4 separate regions of the Mus musculus genome follow, and all the other regions are linked to region 2. A link is a contact called in public HiCAR-type and promoter capture Hi-C data. All regions are on one chromosome and are shown on one strand. The core of a region is the stretch at or near the end of the contact, and the rest is flanking DNA. Distances in the headings are between cores, read along the strand shown.

What was found. Promoter capture Hi-C pulls out the DNA fragments that hold promoters and counts their contacts. HiCAR-type assays count read pairs that join an accessible place to other places.
Region 1: a HiCAR-type map of astrocytes shows a contact between it and region 2, with 7 times the contacts expected there. The contact joins the enhancer-like site here to the promoter of Mcm6 in region 2. A contact is called at or near these places in 4 of 39 promoter capture datasets (the 3T3-L1 cell line, embryonic stem cells, hippocampal neurons and 1 more) and 3 of 115 datasets of contacts at active chromatin or transcription factors (astrocytes, large pre-B cells and stem cell-derived neural progenitor cells).
Region 3: a contact with region 2 is called in a promoter capture Hi-C map of liver, with 4 times the contacts expected there. The contact joins the promoter of C4bp here to the promoter of Mcm6 in region 2. A contact is called at or near these places in 5 of 39 promoter capture datasets (hippocampal neurons, liver, pre-B cells and 1 more).
Region 4: a contact with region 2 is called in a promoter capture Hi-C map of liver, with 4 times the contacts expected there. The contact joins the enhancer-like site here to the promoter of Mcm6 in region 2. A contact is called at or near these places in 4 of 39 promoter capture datasets (hippocampal neurons, liver and pre-B cells) and 2 of 115 datasets of contacts at active chromatin or transcription factors (astrocytes and large pre-B cells).

Annotation. Positions count from the first base shown.
Region 1 is chr1:130,471,523-130,476,071 of GRCm38.p6, forward strand. No RefSeq gene overlaps it. Among named protein-coding and RNA genes, the nearest start is that of Cd55, 11 kb to the left of the region's middle. Within about 2 kb of position 2,914, at least 80 of the 459 cell types and tissues checked have an H3K27ac peak or open chromatin away from gene starts, as enhancers often do.
Region 2 is chr1:128,357,867-128,362,239 of GRCm38.p6, forward strand. It overlaps Mcm6 (minichromosome maintenance complex component 6), which reads right to left and starts at 1,839. Exons shown (of 17, transcript NM_008567.2): 1 at 1,593-1,839. The coding sequence starts at 1,699.
Region 3 is chr1:130,659,713-130,664,142 of GRCm38.p6, forward strand. It overlaps C4bp (complement component 4 binding protein), which reads right to left and starts at 1,906. Exons shown (of 10, transcript NM_007576.3): 1 at 1,736-1,906.
Region 4 is chr1:130,548,923-130,553,674 of GRCm38.p6, forward strand. The region is part of intron 2 of Gm16083 (a long non-coding RNA gene); the gene reads left to right. It also overlaps a transcript of Zp3r not described here. Among named protein-coding and RNA genes, the nearest start is that of Gm16083, 36 kb to the left of the region's middle. Within about 2 kb of position 2,064, at least 58 of the 459 cell types and tissues checked have an H3K27ac peak or open chromatin away from gene starts, as enhancers often do. A contact at or near this core is called in liver, where this site is marked.

The DNA.
Region 1 (4,549 bases), core at 1,664-4,163, 2.1 Mb after region 2:
ACTGTTATCATCTTGTAGTCTGATAACAATTACTATGAAGAAAATCTGAACTTTAGTGGTGTTTTAGTGTTGCTAAAGGAAGACTTTTCTGCTGTGTGGAGGCTCTATGTGGAAGCTGTGAATATGAATTTAGACAATAACAAGATGTTCTCAGCTGCTAGTCCACCAAGGATGCTGATAATTCCCTTGCGCGAGGTTTATTGCGATGAAAGGGCCTCTTGATCACGATTTGATCTCAGAGTGTGAGATCTGACAGTCTACGTACGGGTTTTTACATATGATGGAGCTTTAAAGAGAAAGAGATGCTTCTCTTCAAAGCTCAGAGAGGAGCTTCATCGAGAGTGGAAGTTAGAGGCTGAGCTGCCAGGAGAGGGATGGAGGTAGGGGCTGAGGAGCAGCTTCAAGAAACATCTCTCATCTCTGGACCAAAGGTCCAGGCACTCACTCTTCCTGAGGGGCCTCAGACCAAAAGCCAGAGCAAATGAAAGGTTTGCAGTTTTGTTACCTTTGAGGGGTGGTCAGGTTTTCACATCACATATGTGATGGACAGCATGCAAGCGAGCAGGACTGACTGCTCCGTAATTCTCTGTCCCAGAGAGAGCTGCAAGGAGACATGACCTGATCCCGGCTATAGGATAAGACCTATATGTAATAAGGCTCTGTTCTAACGGTGTGGAGTAATTGTCTGAACTCCAACACACACACACACACACACCTTATCCTACCTCTCCTACTTCAGGACATTTTTGAAGTGATTATCTCCTTTCTCACCTACACACCCCAGTTGTGTGGTTTATTTCAATGTCTCTTTCAAGTGAATACAAACATAATTCTCTAATATAAATAAATAAATAAATAAATAAATAAATAAATAAAGGCTTACTATGAAGTCCAAGTTGGACCTGAACTACAATCTCCCTGCCTCAACTTCTCAAGCTCTGTGTAGGGAATGGTTCTGATGCTTCGATAGGAAATCTGTGTGTGAACTCTGAGGGGTCTGTTCCCCAGTTGGTTCAATCAATAAAGATGCTAGCAGCCAGTGGCTGGGTGGAAGAGGCAGGGCTTCCAGGTTCTCTCGGGCAGGCTAAGAGACGCGGGAGGAGGAAAGAGGATTCGCCATGCATGGGAAGGAGGGAGAACCACTAGCCATGTGAGATCTTGGGTAGAGTGGCCATTGGTGGCTTCCCTGACTGGGCCTGGGGCAGCAGGCAGGAGATTAGAAAGGCAACTAAGCTGAGGGCAGATTTAAGGTGCTGAGCAAGGAGAAGGTAACCAGGAAACTAAATTGAGGGTAGATTTAGAGGTGTTGAGCTGGGTGTGAAGGTAAGGGCACATTAGCCGTGGGAGGCTTAGAAGATCCCCATCATTGAGCTAAAAAGCATATTAAAAATAAGGTAGTGTGTGTGTGTGTGTGTGTGTGTGTGTGTGTGTGTGTGTCTTTCGTCCACGGATCCAAGGGAACCAGGGTGGAAGCTGGTAGCAAGGTCCACCTGGAACTCCAAGCAGGGTTAGTAGAAACTACACACTACAGTGCTGAGATTGCAGACAATTTTCACCATGCCCTGCTTCCCTCTACATCTTGAAGTTAGTCCTGTCTGGTCCCATCGTCTACTACAGCTGCTCTGATGGAGGCTGTTAATGATGCTTGCATCATGAGTGACCTCATTTCTTGGGTCTAGCAGCAGAGAGGATCCCACTGGTACTTTTCACCTTAATATACTTCCTTCTCAGCAGCACCGTGTGTTTCTGAGTCTAGCTCACTGTCTGTGCCTTTCTAGCCTATTTTATTGCCTCCTATTTGTCTCCATAAATTCCAAACAAAATGCTTGACTTCTCTGTCCCTCAATCTGTCCCTGTTAGACCTAGTGGAGAAACCCCCACACAATTCCCGATTCAGCGTGCACCCAAAAAATCACAAAGGACCATCTCCTAATGTAATTACATGAGGACGTTTAATGACGGAGCTCTGGACCGACATGCATCCCACACAGGAGATAACGGATGTCGGCCACGAGGCTCAAAAGCTAGGGGTTTTTATGGGGTAAGGGGCTTAGGGGTGTGGAATTCAGCATAGCGACACACTATTGGCTTATTCAAACATTAACAGAAAGATTACAGGGCATCAGGACTTTGTTCCTGTGGGCTGGGGGCTTATCTTTGTTCACATAGCAACCAGTTGATGTATGACTTTACCTGGCGTCAAGGGGCAATAGACAGAGGGGAGGTTCCGGCCAGGTGGTGTTGACCCAGACAAGATAGCCCTGCTTGTACAATCAAGCTGTTCTTAGGAATGTCTTAACAACAGCCCTGTCTGTTCTGCTTTGTTCTCGGCCCCAGGCCGGGGCTCATAGACAACTTTTTTTGCATGAATCACAAGATATAAAATCTCATTTTCTTTTATCCCCTTATCCCAACATCTGTTACTCTGATGATATCCAGTCTTATACATTCATATGACATCAAATACTATGAATTCTCAAATCATATATTTAGTCTGCATCACTTTCCTGAATATATAAGACCTGGTTGCTTAGTTGGCAACTTGAGTAGGAGAGATAAAAGATGTTTTAATGCTAGAAAGAGAGAAAAAAAAAAAAACAAAAAAAAAAACCAGAGGTCCAATTTCTTCCTACACCAGTTTCCCGTTTAGTGAATGGCATTCCATCCTCCACTTAGGATGGTTTAGGTCCAGCTCCCAAGGGTCATCTTTTTTACCTCACTTTGTCTCATAATCCACCTAGAAATTTAACAAATATTATACTCTCCTCTCTACCTTCAAATTACAGCTCAAAGTAGACAGGATTCCCCTTTCACAATCTTATGCAAGCAGCCTTCCTTCCTTCCTTTCTAGCCACTGAGAAGGGGAGGTGTCTGCCACTCCCCTTACTCTCACATTCCTGAGGGCAGGTTACTTGGCAGCTGCATATGTGTCCTGGCTTCCTTGCTTTCAGGAAACTCACACACAGTCGCTGACCAGGCCCCATGGTCTCCTTCTCCCTTTCTTTTCTGCCCTCATCTCCCCAGACTCCCCCACCCAGTGTTAACTGGTTTCCTTGTCCTGGCTTTTGAGCTCACAGAACAGAATCCCAAACAGATCAAAGTCCCACTCAGAGTCCGTGACTACTGTTTCATACAGATGTCTCCATGCTTTCTATACATCCCTGAAGACCTTCTTCTTAAATACTTAAGGAAGGCCCTTTTATGCCATTGTGTTTGATATAGAAATGTACCCCACAATTACAGGTCTAGTACCTCCCTTTATATTCATTCCTTCAATGCTTACCACAACTCATAGCTTTTAATAATTTGTTAATTGTGCGTATTCCCACAATTGAGTGTGAACTTCATACACAGAAAGGTTTTTTTTTTTTTTTGTCTTTTGTATTAAATGCAAAACCCCAGACTCCTAGATCAGTGCCCTGTATATAGTATATACTCAATAAATGTTGCTGAATAACTGAATTCATGCACAGATTTTATAACCATAAAACTCCCATTCAAACAACATGCTTATGAATCCTCTTAAAATATTGAAGATTTGGCAACACTGGGCGTATCCTCCCCAGCTAACAGGTACCGGAGAGGGGCTTAGGAGCCATTTCCTTCTAATGCTCACCACCACTTCCTGTTATTCTCACCCAGGTTGACTGAGCGTGACCCGACTCTCCAGTGACACCCAGTCTGGGTCTGTTTGTATCAATGGGAAACAACACCTACTCCTTTCCCCAAAGGTAGTTTTCAAAAAAACAGGAATTGTTTTACTTTATAAAATCGCTTTATTATAACGATCTAAAAAAAAAAAATCAATAAACACACCTAGATTAAGGAAGCCACTCAAGCAAACACTTGCCCAGTCCCAAGTTCTGTCATCTCTAGGAACTTCTCTGCAGTTAGAATTGCCATTCTGAAGTGTCACTAATAGTTACATTTTAATGCACTTGTCCATGTGAAAAAGGAAAAAAGAATTTAAAAAAAATTAAAAAAAAAATACTAAGACACAATTGAAACCAGAAAGACAATGAATGTATATCCTCTTGTGACTCATGGGTCTTTTGCCCGCATTCCTTCCCTTCTTTTGCCTAATTCTCATTCCCTTTCCTAAATGTAATTCCATGTATACACACAGATGTTTGCATATATGAATATGTATATGTTTGTTCCAGTTTTTTTTTTCTTCTGAGTTTGGGTGCCCTTGCTTATCATTATTCTAAGTCCATCCATTTTTCTGCAAAAACTTCCCATTCCTTACAGCTCAGTAATATTCTGTTTTGTATATATACTACATTTTTGTTATCCACTTGTTGATGGACATTTGGTCCATTGCCTTGCTAGTGTAAGCAGAGAGACACTAACCATGGATGTGCAGGTATCTCTGTGATAGGATATGGAGCTCTCTGCGATATTCCCGAGAGTGGACAGCTGGGTCGTGTGGTGGTTCTGCCTTTAAGTTTTTGAAGAATGAAACTCCTTTGTGTGTGCACTGTGCATGCTCAGTTCATCTCTTTTGGTTCTTCTAGGCTGAGCATGCCTGCACCACTTTCTTTCCCTC
Region 2 (4,373 bases), core at 589-3,088:
AAAAACTAAGTCCTGTTTATGCTTAGCTCCAGCTCTTAGCTACCAAGAAAAGGCCCTTGGCATCTGGAAAATAGCAGGCCTGCTGGGATCACAGGCAAAGAAGTAGCTACTGCTTGTTGCCTGAATGGTCTAAAGTAGTGGTTCTCGACCTTAACGCTGAGACCCTTTAATACAGTTCCTCATGTGTGATGACCCCAACCATAAAACCATCTCATTGCTACTTCATAACTAATTTTGCTGTTATGGACCATACTGTGCATATGGATCTGGTATGTGCCCCAAGGGATCCTGATCTACATGTTGAGAACTGCTGGTTTACACAGACTTTAATCAAAAGGAGACTTGGGTTTTGAAGGACAAGCAGCTGTACCGACTGCCAAAAACATTACAAAGGTTGGAACATAGAATTTAAATTCCAGAGGGTTATTTTTGTTTGTTTTGTTTTTCAGCACCAGACTTTCTATGTAGCCCTGAGCTCTGTCCTGGAACTCACTTTGTAGACCAGGCTGGCCTTGAACTCATAGGATCCGTCTACCGCTGGCTTGTGCCCAACACTGGCCTGCTTACAGTTTTAAGTATAGCAGAACTTCAAAAGATAGCTGTAGAGCCAAAAGGACGACTAGATCAGCAATATGTGGTAACCAGTATACGCGTGCCATGTCATTTTATTCTGCCTTAAAAGGCAAACCCTTGATTACAATAAGCTGCATGTCTAGCAAAATTAGCCACACACACTTATCGGAGGCACCTATAGTGATCCAGTTCAATGTTAGAAGTGTGGCAGGTGTCAGGAGGCTAGGAGAGTTAGAGAGGCTCTAACTATTTAGTAGGTAGAGTTGGAAGAGTTTCAAACAGGGATCATTGTACAAGTTGAATGCACCTCAAGATGCTTGTTGTACACTCCCAAAAGGTCAAAACTCTTAAGTTTTTGTTATATACTGACATAATCTTTAAAAAGAAAAAGAAAAGAATTGTTTACTATTGGAGGCGGAAGAGTAAGGAGCACACTGGTATGTGGTTGCTGCTAGGTGCTAGAAGCGGAGGGAGGGATGGGAAGGAGGCAGCTAGATGTCTAGAACAATTCTTTCATTATATAGGGCAGAACTCATTTCACTGAACAGTCATCAAGCCATAGATTCCTGTTAGAACGAGCTGGCCCAGGTTTGCTTGCATTGCAAGCTCCTGGTTCTGGGCTGTGTGCCCAACCCTACTCAAGAGGTAACGCCCCCCCCCCCCCCCCCCACCTCCCAAAAAACCAAACTCTGGCCTCACTGGGTTGCGACGTGAGTCCTGCTGGGATTCATTCCCAGCATCGCCCCAACTAGTCATGGCGGTGCACATCTGTCATTCCAGCACAAGCTAAGCGGAGGCTGGAGGATTACAAGTTCAAAATCATCTTTGGCTACACAGCGAGTTCGAAACCCTGTTTTAGAAACGTAATGAAAAAGCAGCACAGTATGACACAAGGGAGCGCTGCGGTGAAGAAAGGAGTCGAGGAGGCTTCGGATTCCCGCCGGGCCGGGGCCCATCCCTTCCGGAGCACACATGGCCCCGGTCTCCGCCCGGCCCGCGAGCCCCCGGAGGCCACTCACTCTTCCAGGAAGTCTAGGAACAGCTTCTGGCATTTCTCGGCCACCTCGTCGCGCACCTCCGGGTGCTGGCTTCCGGCGCCGGGCTCCGCGGCCGCTGCGAGGTCCATGGCGGCGCCGAGAGTACGCGCTGCTGAGGGAAGACCACCGCGGAGGAGAGTCCGCAGCTGCAGATAGCCCGGCCGCAGGTTCCACGCGTAGCTCCTTCCGCGCTGCCACTTCGCGCGCGCCTCCGGCTAGCCCCGCCCTCTCACCTCAGCCAATAACAGGGTAGGAGCTGAGCTACTTCGCGCCAAACCCGTCCAATCAATGGCGGTTCCGTACAGAGCCCCGCCCACCGCACGCACTTTTCGCGCCAAAAGCATACGCCATGAAGCTTTTGCCCATGCGCAATGTAGTCGCACCCACCCTCTGGTTGTTTTGGCTTGAGGAGCTAACCCCTCCCTCTCTCCCTTTACCCCCAGAGTTTATGTATAGACTTTTTTGGGTTTTTTTGTTTTGTTTTTGGTCACTCAGGGTTAAACCTACTGTGAATTGTGCATCTGGAGGAAGTAAGGTATGAGCAAACCAAACTACAGGAGAGAGCCCCTTAAAAGTCAGGTGGAGGACAGGAGCAAAGGCTTAGAGAGTAACTCATTCCGCAGCGGACCCAAGCTTGTTTCTTAGCAGCTACATGAGACAGTCACCACCTTTAACTCCAGCTTAGCGACTTTGATACCCTCTTCTGACTTCTAAGAACACATGTGCATACACATACACTTAAAAAGACAGAGATAGATATATTCTGACAATCTGCATACCATTTGACTTTCTTTTCTTTTTTAAACTGAGAGGGTCTCACATAGCCCAGGCTGGCCTTGAATTCTGGGTTCACGTGGTGCTGGGACTGAACCTAAAGCCTTCTGAGTGTAGAACAAGGACTACCTTGCTAGTAAATGATCCACATTGCCAGTCCCTCCTCGACTTTGATAGCTTAGTGCTGATAACTTGTTTCACCACCAGCACTTTTATCCTGGGCTTCCAGGACACAGTAAACCTGGACCAGAATAAATAAGTCACTTTTTCGAGGCTTACTGGATGTTAAAAATTTAATGCCAGGCAGAGTATATAAAATTAATACTTTTATAATCTATTAGGAAATATACTATAGAGATCTGCAATTGAAGGTGTTGAAGACTTGAAGCCTCAAATCCCTCCCTCCTTTGCCAACTCCAAATGTAGCCTTCACTGAGTGAGAATCCTGGGGCTTTCTAGAGAAACAAAACTGATAAAGACACACACACAGGATTTACTAAGTTTAGCATACAGGCTGTTGTCTGGCTAGCTCAACAGTGGCTGTCTTCCAATAAAAACGCCAAGCAGATGGTGGTTCAGCCCACAAGGCTGGATGTCTTAGCAGGTTTTCATTAAATGTTGGGAGTCCTGAAGAAACAGGTTCTAATACATTAATTGCTGCCTCAGCAGCAGGATGATAGATGGACTTGCCAGTGAGAGTGAGGACAGGCAGGCAAACGCACAAAAGGCTTCCTTCTGTGTCATTTTAGGTATGCTGTCACCAGGTGTGGCCCAGATATTGGATGGGCCTTTTTATTTTTAGAGAGAGTATTTCTTTTCTTTTTCTTTTTTTCTTTTTTTTTTTGTTTTTTTGTTTTTTTCGAGACAGGGTTTCTCTGTGTAGCCCTGGCTGTCCTCGAACTCAGAAATCTGCCTGCCTCTGCCTCCCGAGTGCTGGGATTAAAGGCGTGCGCCAGTATTTCTATGTGTAGTAATCCTGGCTTCCTGGAACCTGATTTGTAGACCAGGCTGGCCTTGAAGTCAAGAGATCCAGCTGCCCTTGCCTTCCAAAAACCACTCCGGGGCTTTTAGGGTGTGGGTCTTCTGATTACAAAAGATGCAGATTTAAGGTAAATCTTCTCACGTCACAGAATCCAACCAAGAAAACCCTTCACAAGTGTGCCCAGATGCCCAGGTTTAGTTGATAGTGTGAGTGTGTGGTGTGTGTTTTGTTACATTTTTTTTCCTTAAAAGCTCCAGACCAGCTAGCTAGTGCTACAAAGTGAGACCCTGCCTTAAATAGATAAATAAATAAATAAATAAATAAATAAATAAATAAATAAATAAATGAAAACTGTTTTTCTGAGTCAGATAACCCAACTCCAGAGAGACTGGATGGTTTGTGGATACTAGTTCTGAATCCTTAGATGTGTGTATATTGTTAGAAATAACAGCAGAAATCAGCAAAGTTGTAGAACACGCTCTAGAAAGGAGAATAACAGATCACAAATGCTACGCAAGGGAAGACAACTGGAGACAGCCCCTGTGGTGTTGAGCTTTTACTCTGGGAGAGGGAAGGCAAGACAGAGAAAGCGGGAGAGAGGGAGGATTAGAGCATTAAGGGTGACTGAAAAGTTATAGCATATACACATATGAAGATACATTTCCTGAAGTTATTCCAATTGCAGCGATAACACTCCCTTTCAAAAGATACAGATTAATACAAACTCCAGTCCTAGGCAGCAAAATCTTCTCTTCAAGTTGTTGGCCAAGGAAGTCCGAAAGACTGCCCCCCCAAAATACAGTTATCTTAGACCTTGAAGGTAAAACCCTATTGCCATAGACACCACACACTTCGGATCTAGAACTTGAAGAAATCAAAAACAAACCTGAGAGTCTCTCCCCTGAAGATTCCCTCAGAAGCCAAAAGATGCAAAAATCTAATTTTTCTTTGTAAATGGATGTCAATTGGAGACAGTTTCCAGGTTGGGGATAGGAGCTTGTGTCAAT
Region 3 (4,430 bases), core at 656-3,155, 2.3 Mb after region 2:
ACCTCCTTCCAGCCTAGCAAGGCTGGCTGTGACCATCTGCCACCACTTGAGCGGAGCCACCTGCTGTGCTGCTCTTTTGATGTGCCACTACTTGCCTGAGGCCCAACCTGCCACCGGAGGCCAAAGCGGTTCTCTCCCAAGAATTTTCCGGAGTTAACACCTAACTGAGATCTTCGCAGGAGTTCCCACTAAAAGGCTGAACCTATCTACTTCTAAGGAACTTGCTTGGCCAGGGATGGGCTTCCCCTTTTCTTTATAAAGCATGTTTGCTGACATTAAAATTGAACCTTGAACAGAAAGCTTGTCTTGGTTCCTTCCTTATCTCAGCGCAGCCCAGCCCTTCTTCTCTTCCAGGTTTCCAAAATGCCTTTCCAGACTAGAACCCAGGTCTGTGATCTGCTGGCCGGACACAACACTCCAGGACCCAAAGACTAACTAACAAAACCCTCAATACCAGACATAAGAATCCCTTTTTTGAGTTTTTATCTTGGGCTGTCCAAGAGACTCCCAAGACATACAGCCTCTTGCTATTGCCCTTTGTTATGCCCTAACAGTGAAAGGTAAGTCTCTATTGCTGAAGACACCATACACTTCAGAAACAAGGTCAAGAGATCCCTGAAATGGAACTGATCTGAATGTCCCCTCTCTGGGGACTTAAATGTTACTAGAAGACATTGTGCAAGCTTCCAAAAAAAGGGGAAAGGCAACCAATAGTCCTACCCAGCTCTGATGCCCATGAATGCATCAATGACCAACATGATACAGTAACCCTAAGGGTGTAATAGTGGGACATATTGTTTGAAAGTAACCAGAAACTCTCTAATTGTATTTAAGGCCCATTCAACCATGTCTGTTGCTATAAACCTAGCTAACTAACTACTCAATGCTAGTGAAGTTCCAGTTATTAGAGAATCTACAACTACTAATTTACTAAGCCAGCATAATCTCTAACAACATTCTATAAATATTTATCGTCATACTCACATAGTCTTGAACCCCTCATCAGAAAACACACACACACAAAACAAAAAACAACAACAGAAAAACCCCAACTTCTCTTTGTAACAGAGGCCACCGCAGAAAACTACAACCAATCAAAATGCAGAGTTATGGGTCCCAGTTCTGATGTCTACATCTAAGAAACACTCCTGCACCTGAGAAGAAACTACAGAGGAGGTGGCAGAACGATTGTAGGATCCAAGGGTCCAAGGAATTTACTGTGAAATTGTGTCACCTAGCAACATCAGAAACTGTATCAGAAAAGTCTCACCAACATGACCTCCCAAACATGACCCAAACAAGAACACTGATGAACATACAAAACTAGACAGTGGAATCCCACGAGGCTTTGATTCTACACAAAGAACTATAGGCAACTGAGGAAAGCTGGTAGTAAGAGCTGTGGTATTTCCCATGGAAGATCCACAGCAATTGGTTTCCTAGCGCCAAATTATCAGCCCTGAAAACATACATAAAAGTAACATTATATGGACTGAACAGGTTGTATTTAGGAATAGATGCATGTGATAACAATTAATTTAAAAAAGGAGACTATATTTGAAAGAGAACAAGAAGGGCTGTATGGGAAGATTTGGAGAGAGGAAAAGGAATGGGAAAATGTAATTAAATTGTAATCTCAAAAATAATAAATAGAACACAGAGGAGCACACACTAAAGAACCTGATGACCAGCTTTACCCACAATGCCCCACCCAAGTGCTCAGTAGCCCACTGACCTGCAATAGCAGAGAAAGACTCTGTGGTGGTACTTGGATCTCTACTGTACTAGTTTCTCCCAAGATGAGAGTTGATCATATTATCCTAAAGCTGGCCAGTACTTGCTCCATCAAAAAAGCTTCTGAAGTCTACCCACGCAAGTGATCCTTGCATTCCACCCACACAAGTTTCTGGTTAAGCAGTTGAGTATGACGGACAGGGAGACAGTCTCCTCTGTCCCGGTGAATGATTAACAGACTAGAGCAGCAGTGTTTATTTAATCTCCTTCTCTCCCAGCCCTCATTCTTCATCATGTGTTGGAATTATTTATTTTCTTCTCTGCCAACCATTTCCCCTAAGTTAGAAGGGGACTTGGAATTTGATGCCAGAATTTTCTGTCTTTTCATAATCATAAGAGTTATGCATCACAAAATCCAACCAGCCTAGGAACCTTGAGTTGGAGTTCAGACCCACTCTGACTAAAATGATTCTCTTCCCAGGACTGCAGACCCACTCAGGGACGTTGGATCTGAGGATCTTACTCTTCACTGGTCTCCAGGCATCACCAGGAGCTACAATAGACACAGTATGTGTGTTGTTTATTGAGTTCCTGCTGTGTGCTGACCTGACTGGAACATACTCAGAGCTCCACAGATATTAGCAACTACCACTACCAGGCACCAAAGGATCTCCAGAAGTCAGTCTGACACTCGTCAATATTCAGAAAAATGTAATGAAGAGGCTAATTTATGTGTTTGCGATCACATAAATATACAGATAAAGTCAAGTCCTGAAATGGACCCTTAGTCTGTTAATAATAAGTTTAAAGATTTGTGTGCCCCAAGGATTGCTCTTGGAAAGCACTTCTGGACCAGTGAGATGGCTCTGTGGGTAAATGTGCATGTCATGAAGCCTAAAGACCTGAGTTTTATCCCCAGATTGAACCAATTCGTATATGTTGTCCTCTGACTACCACAAGCATGCCATGCCCCAAATGCCCCTCATATAAATAAATAATTGTAACTCTAAGTAGTAAAAATTAGTTCTTACCAGATGTAGTGTATAATCTTGTAACTGTAGCACTTGGGAGGCTGAGGCAGGAGGATTATGATTTCAAGATTAACCTGGGCTACATAGTAAGATCCTATCTCAGAAACCAAAGGCTGGAAATGCTGTTGGGTGGTAGAGCACTTGTCTGATATGTCCAAAATCCTTGGGTTGGATCAACATAGGGAAAAAAAATTTTTTTGACATCATAATTTATGCTCTGTAATAAACACTAATGGCCTCACAAATTGAGCTCCTCCGTGAAGTTTGACCAAGTTATAAGATTTGGGGTGCACCTTCACTGATAAGCAGAAATTACTGAGAGGAAAATGAGGAGGATATTAGAGGTAAAGAAAGCACAGCCACGTCACAAAGGTAAGAGACTGATTTAATGTGATAAGAGTCCATGTAAAAGCGATCCTATGAAGTCCCGGAAGCTGATTTGGAGGAAATACCGCCCTCAGTTCACTCTTCCAAATATCGTTTATCAGTATCTTCAAGTCCTTTTCCTGCTTTCTACTACGGTAAGCGCAGAGTTCTCTCTCCCAGGGGACTAACTTATCTAAATCACAACAAATTATTTTGCCTTCTATTTTATGAAAACATTGTGCATTAGTTTAATCCGTGTCATTTTTTTTGTCCTGATCAACCCTGATTTAAAGGGTTGATTCTTCTTTTCTAAATTTTTCATCTTGTCTCTTATCCTGAAGTGTTCCTGCCATCTTGCCAAAACTTCAAACTCCTTTTTCTCCTTTAGTCTGATGCTGAGCTTCTCAAGAATGCAGTCTTCATCTGCAGGTTCAAATGTGCTACATTCACTCCAGTAGTGACAAGCGCGACAGGCCCCGAAAACCTGGGCGCTGTCCCGAGGCAAAAAGTTCACGGAAACTTAGTCTCCTGGAATCGTGGCATCCTGTATAAAGAATGCTCCAATGTCCTGGCTTTAGTTGGTAAACGGATCTGTGTGCTTTCCCATAATATTGCTTTATTACAAGTGCTCCTAAGGATTGATATTTTAACATATAGCTAAGTTAGATTCTAGGTAGTCCTTGATCCGACCCTGGGCATGAATAGCTAAGTCACTTTCCTACACAGAAATTTACCATTATCTAGGAAGAAGGAAGTTTGTGACCTAAAGAGGAACCAGAGTAGATACTTAGTACAATAGATAGCCGAGTTACACCCATACATGAGTATTTACAATGGCCTAGGGGGAAGGTGAACTATACAATAGACTAGAGAAGAAACTATGGCAAGGGCACGAAGCCCTTGCCCCAGCTTCTAAGATTAAGTGGACCTTAGGTGGAGCTGTGATTGATCCCAGTTGTTAACATTGAATTTTATCCCAGTTGGTTCCTGCCAGCTCTTCCGTGTTTGCATTCCTCTGTTTTGTGTAAGAATCCAGTAACCTCTTTGTACCTTGCCGGTGTGTCACCCAACTTCCCTGTTTTCTTCTGTATAAAAAGTTTGATGCTCGATTTGACAAATTACATTCAGATCCACACTCCCTTGTGCCGATTCTGTCTGTCAATTCCCACCGACTCCTTGCCCACTTGCGACTAGAGACCTACCTATTCCATGCAGACAAGGGACCAAGAGGGTCTGCTGCACAAATGTCTTCAGTTTATTTCTTGTAGTTTCTCTAAAGCCTTTAACATTGCTGAATAT
Region 4 (4,752 bases), core at 814-3,313, 2.2 Mb after region 2:
TTTTTTCTTTTCTCTCCTTTCTTTCTTTCTTTCTTTCTTTCTTTCTTTCTCTGTCTTGTGTTTTTTTTTAATTGTCTTAATTTTGCACTAAAACAATCTAGTTATTGTTTTTGTCTTTCGTTTTTAAAAATATTTTGAAACTTTCTGCTTTCTCTTTCCAAAACTTTGCTCTCTTCTTTTTTCCTTGTATTTCATCTGTTTTCTTTACTGTTCCCTTTCCTTCTTCCCTCATTTCATTGAATTCCTATTTCAAAATAAGAATTTGGATTTGTTGTCAGTTATTCATATATAGGTGTGGGTAGGTAGGTTGGTGGGCGTGTGTACAGTAAGTGGAGACCAGAGCATCGCATATCCCTGAAGCTGGGGTTACTGGCAGTTAGGAACCACCTGACACCAGGGGCTGGGAAGGGAACCTGGATCGGTTAGGAGATCGGCCATGCACAGCAGGGGGTTCCCCTTTCTCAGGATTAGAAACAAACCACAAACACCTGTGTTTTCACAGAGAAGTCCTTTATTAAGTGTTGGGGGGTGGGGCGCTGGGAGGGTTAAAGTGGCTGCTTTCTGACTCAGGCAGAAAAGCAGCAACAAAAGACCTGCAGGCGTATCCCAGCAATCAGGAGGCAGAGGCAGTCGGATTTCTGAGTTCAAGGCCAGCCTGGTTTACAAAGTGAGTTCCAGGACAGCCAGGGCTATACAGAGAAACCCTGTCTGGAAACAAACAAACAAACAAACAAACAAACCCCAAACAAACAAAAAAAAACAAGCAAGCAAACAAACAAAAAGAAAACAAAAAGGGCAGGGCTGTGTTAGAATGGGCTACTAATGGAGCGGATGTGGTATATTTTATTGGGCACATTAATTAGGAGAGCCAAAGGGGGCTTTTGACTGTGGACTTCAATTCTTTGATAGCTGGACCTCCAGCCTCAGGAGGAGGAAGTGGCCAAATAAGGAAACAGAACTTGGTGGCTATGACTGTAATCTATCCGTTTTTAGCAAGGCAGAGGGAACAGGGGAGAAGGGCAAGGCCTGCCAGAGCCGTGCTGGCCAGGGTCCCTTCAGGGTTCTCTGCAAGATCAGCGCATGCTCTTTACCGCTGAGCCATCTCCAGCCCCCTTTAAACAATTTTTAACTTCATTGTGTTCTGGCACATTAGTTTTGTCACTTTTCGTGGCTATCAGTGAACATCAGTGTCTTTCTCTATGTTGTGTAGCTTGATGTTGGTGCCCTTGAGGTGGCTCACTTTCTTCTTCAAACACAGTTTGGTTGCAGGACAGAGAGAAACAGGTGGGAACAGCCTGGAAAACTCTTTTCTGCCCTTAGCTTTCATCATGCAGGAAGGTGCTATTAGCCCACATAATGAGAAAAGGCCATAGCTTGTGTTTCCCATTGGTGAGCATTGAGTCCTACGACACCAGGCAAGGTGCTCACTGGTTCAGTGAACAGCAATGATACAAGCAAGCCTATGCGCTCACCCGAGGACCTCATAGGAAAGCCAATGGCACAGAGGGGAAGTCCGCAAACTGGAAAAGGAATCAGAACCGGACTTCGAAGGTCAGCAAGGAGGAGCGCTGCAGCAGAAGAAGCTGAGGTTGAAACAAAGCAGGCAGGAAGCTTGGACAATGGAATGAATCAGAGTTAAAGCAGTGGAAGTCAGCATCCAGAACAAGCTGAAGAAAGAATTCCAGGAATCGGGAGCAGAGAAGAAGCTGAAGAAACACAGCATTGAAACGGAAAGAAAACACTGAGCAAGCGCGAGCACAGACTGCAGGTCACTGCGGAAGCTGAGTCTCTTTTTGGGTGTGCTTAGCCTCAATAAAAACAATTGGGAAACAGACTTAAAGGGAATCTCCAGGACAACTAGGGTTTAAAGAGAAAACAGTCAAGATCCGGTGAAATCCTGGCAGCCACCAGGAGGTGATGAAGGAAGGTCACGCCTTTTAAGTTAGACGCGGGATAGAAATAGCTTCTTAAGAATAGGAAGGGCACTCCCAGGCCTGGAAATAGAACAGTGAGCTAAGGAAAGCCCCCGGAAGCACCTGGCCATGTGGTGACTGGTCTTTTATAACTCACCTCTGCCCTCTTCCGTTTGTATTTCCTGGGCTTGCTTTGATGCCAGAGCAGGGAAAGGACTCCTGTCTCTCTTCCTCGGCAAGCTGGCTTCATTCACAGATTAATCTTGGTGTAACCTATTTAGTCCCTCCTTTCCTCTCACAGTAGAGGAGGCCCTTTAACCTGCCACAGCCCTAGGGTGAGAGACTGGTCTGGCCAACAGTTGTGGAGAGTGGAGGATCGGATACTAAGAAGCCAAAACGTTGTGGAAAGAAACACTGCCCTTAATGTCCTGGAGCTGATCTCACCAAGTGAGAGTAACCCTGGGGTTTGATTTTCTGAGCCTGAGATCAGTGTGTGGAGCAAGTGCTGTAGCTATTTTTCCGTGCTCTCGTGCTCCCGATGCACTTATGGGTTATCCCTCAACTACCCCAGGGATTCCAATCTGGAGTCTTCAGAGGACAAAAGACCCTGGCCACCCCACAGACTAAGTATGGCCATCCAAAGCCCTTATAGTCAAAGGAAGAAATCAGGTGTTGGGTGCTTCTTCCGAACAGGCACAGGCACAACACTGTAAGATTACATAATCTGGTCCAGACTAGCAGGAGGTGCTGGGCCCTCCCTCCCCTCCTTCCCCTCCCCTCCCCTCCCCTCCCACAGCAGCCTGCTGCTGCCTGCTGAACTCTTGATGGTTACAGACTGTAACCATGTGACTGAGCACATGCTCAAAAAAAAAAAAAAAAAAAAAAAAAAAACGAAGGAAGTCTCAAGCCCCAGAATTTTAGATGAGGATTTGTGTCCAGACCCAATAGAATCAGGGAGATGCAACTCAGTCATCTTGAGTATTTAAGTGCAAAGCGCTATCTCCCTATTCTGTGAGCAAGTGCAGGTGTGATCTCACTCCTGTGAGTTTATGTGAAGATGCTGCCAGGGAGAAGCTGTCACTGTCCTATCCACATACTAATTTTCCCCAAAAGCCTATTTACCAATGTCCTTTGTATGGAATCAGTCCAGTCTTTCTCAGAGACGACATTGCAGTGCTCAGAGAGGTTGGCCTGGGCGTAGACTACTGTGACTGTGATCTTTGTACCTGCTAGGAAAGCATTGAGGCCTCTCCACTGTATCACTGCCTTCCTCTTGAGCTTATAGCCCCAAGATTCCTCCATCTCTTTTCTCCACACCCCCATCCCATCCTCTACCTGCTTAGCAACCTGTGCATGTGAAGTGTACTTTAATAAGGTAGCCCCAGGGGTGTGTGCTTTGGGGGGAGGTGGTGGGTAGACATGGCCAATCCTCTTCATGCTTTGAAAGGGAAATATATGACTTGCTAATTTGCGGATGACACTCATTTGGGAAGTTTTGCAAATATCAGCCGCAATGAATAGGGAAGGAGTTGAGAGGGCCAAAACATGAGAGAAATAACAAAATTAATTTCCATTTGTATAAATACTAATTGATGCACCAGAGGAAAATGAATATGGAACACAGATATCAGCTCACAAGGAGGGCCAGTGTATTCAGAGCCCTGAATCAGTGGGATTGGGTGCAACGTACAGACACAGGGGCTGTGGGCTTCTTGTTCCCAGGGAGAGGTAGAACACAGGTAGAGGGTATCAGTAGACAGTGAGGATACTGAGGTGTCATCCTTTTTCAACCTGGAGAGAAGCTGAGACTACAGAAAGTGAGTAGACTGTTAGAGTGTCAGTCTCCCTACTCCCAGAGCCCCTTCCCCTACTAGTTTAGCAGGGATCTGTCTGATTTCTAGACCCTTAGTCATATTTTTTCTTTATTGTATAACAAAACTGTTGCTTTCTTTTTATTCTTCTTCATATATTCATCTAAATTTTGCTTACACATTTTTCTTTATTGGGAAAAATTTGTTCTTTTTTTCTTTTCTTTTTCTTTCACCTTTACTCTCTCCCCCTTTAAAAACAAAACAAAACAAAACAAACTACTATGCTTGTAGATTTTAACTTTATATTTTTGGCTTAAAGGGGTTTTTTTGTTGTTGTTTTTTTAAATCACGTTGTTAAACCTTTTATTCTCTTTACAATTCTATAAAATGATAATTGGTGACTTCAATACCTAGTTCTTAACTCTATATGTGTTATCCAAACTAAATGCAACAAAGAAACCCAAGATACAAATTATCTAATAAATCAAATTTAAACATATTGCAGATAATATTTTATTCAATAGAAAAGGAATATACATTATTCTTGTCCTTAAAACAGACCACATTCTAGGCCTCAAAGCAAGTCTTAATAAAAAAAAAAAAAGAGTGTGTAAGAATGGTTATGATGCTAAGGTCCTGTTCCTCAATTGGTTCTTGATCTGTCAGTAAAGAAGCCATGGGCCAATTGTTGGGTGAAAGGGCTAGGCAGGACTTTTAGTTTCCTAGAGTCAGGAGATAGATGCAAGGAGAGGAGAGGAGAGTTTACCATGCTTATGATGGAGAAAAGGTGACCAGCCATCTTGAATGGAGTGGACACATAGGCCGCTTCTGCAGGTGGGGGGATGAGGTGTTTAGCAGAGACTAGATGTAACTGAGCAACTAAAGTTTAGGGTAGGTGGAAAGGTGTACAGTTAAGAATATTGATAAGGGCACAGTTTTTCAGGCAGGATATGATTTGCGCCCAGCATTTGAAATTGAACAACCGTGTGTGTCTGTGTCTTTTACCCATGGGTTCAAGGGAAGTTGGG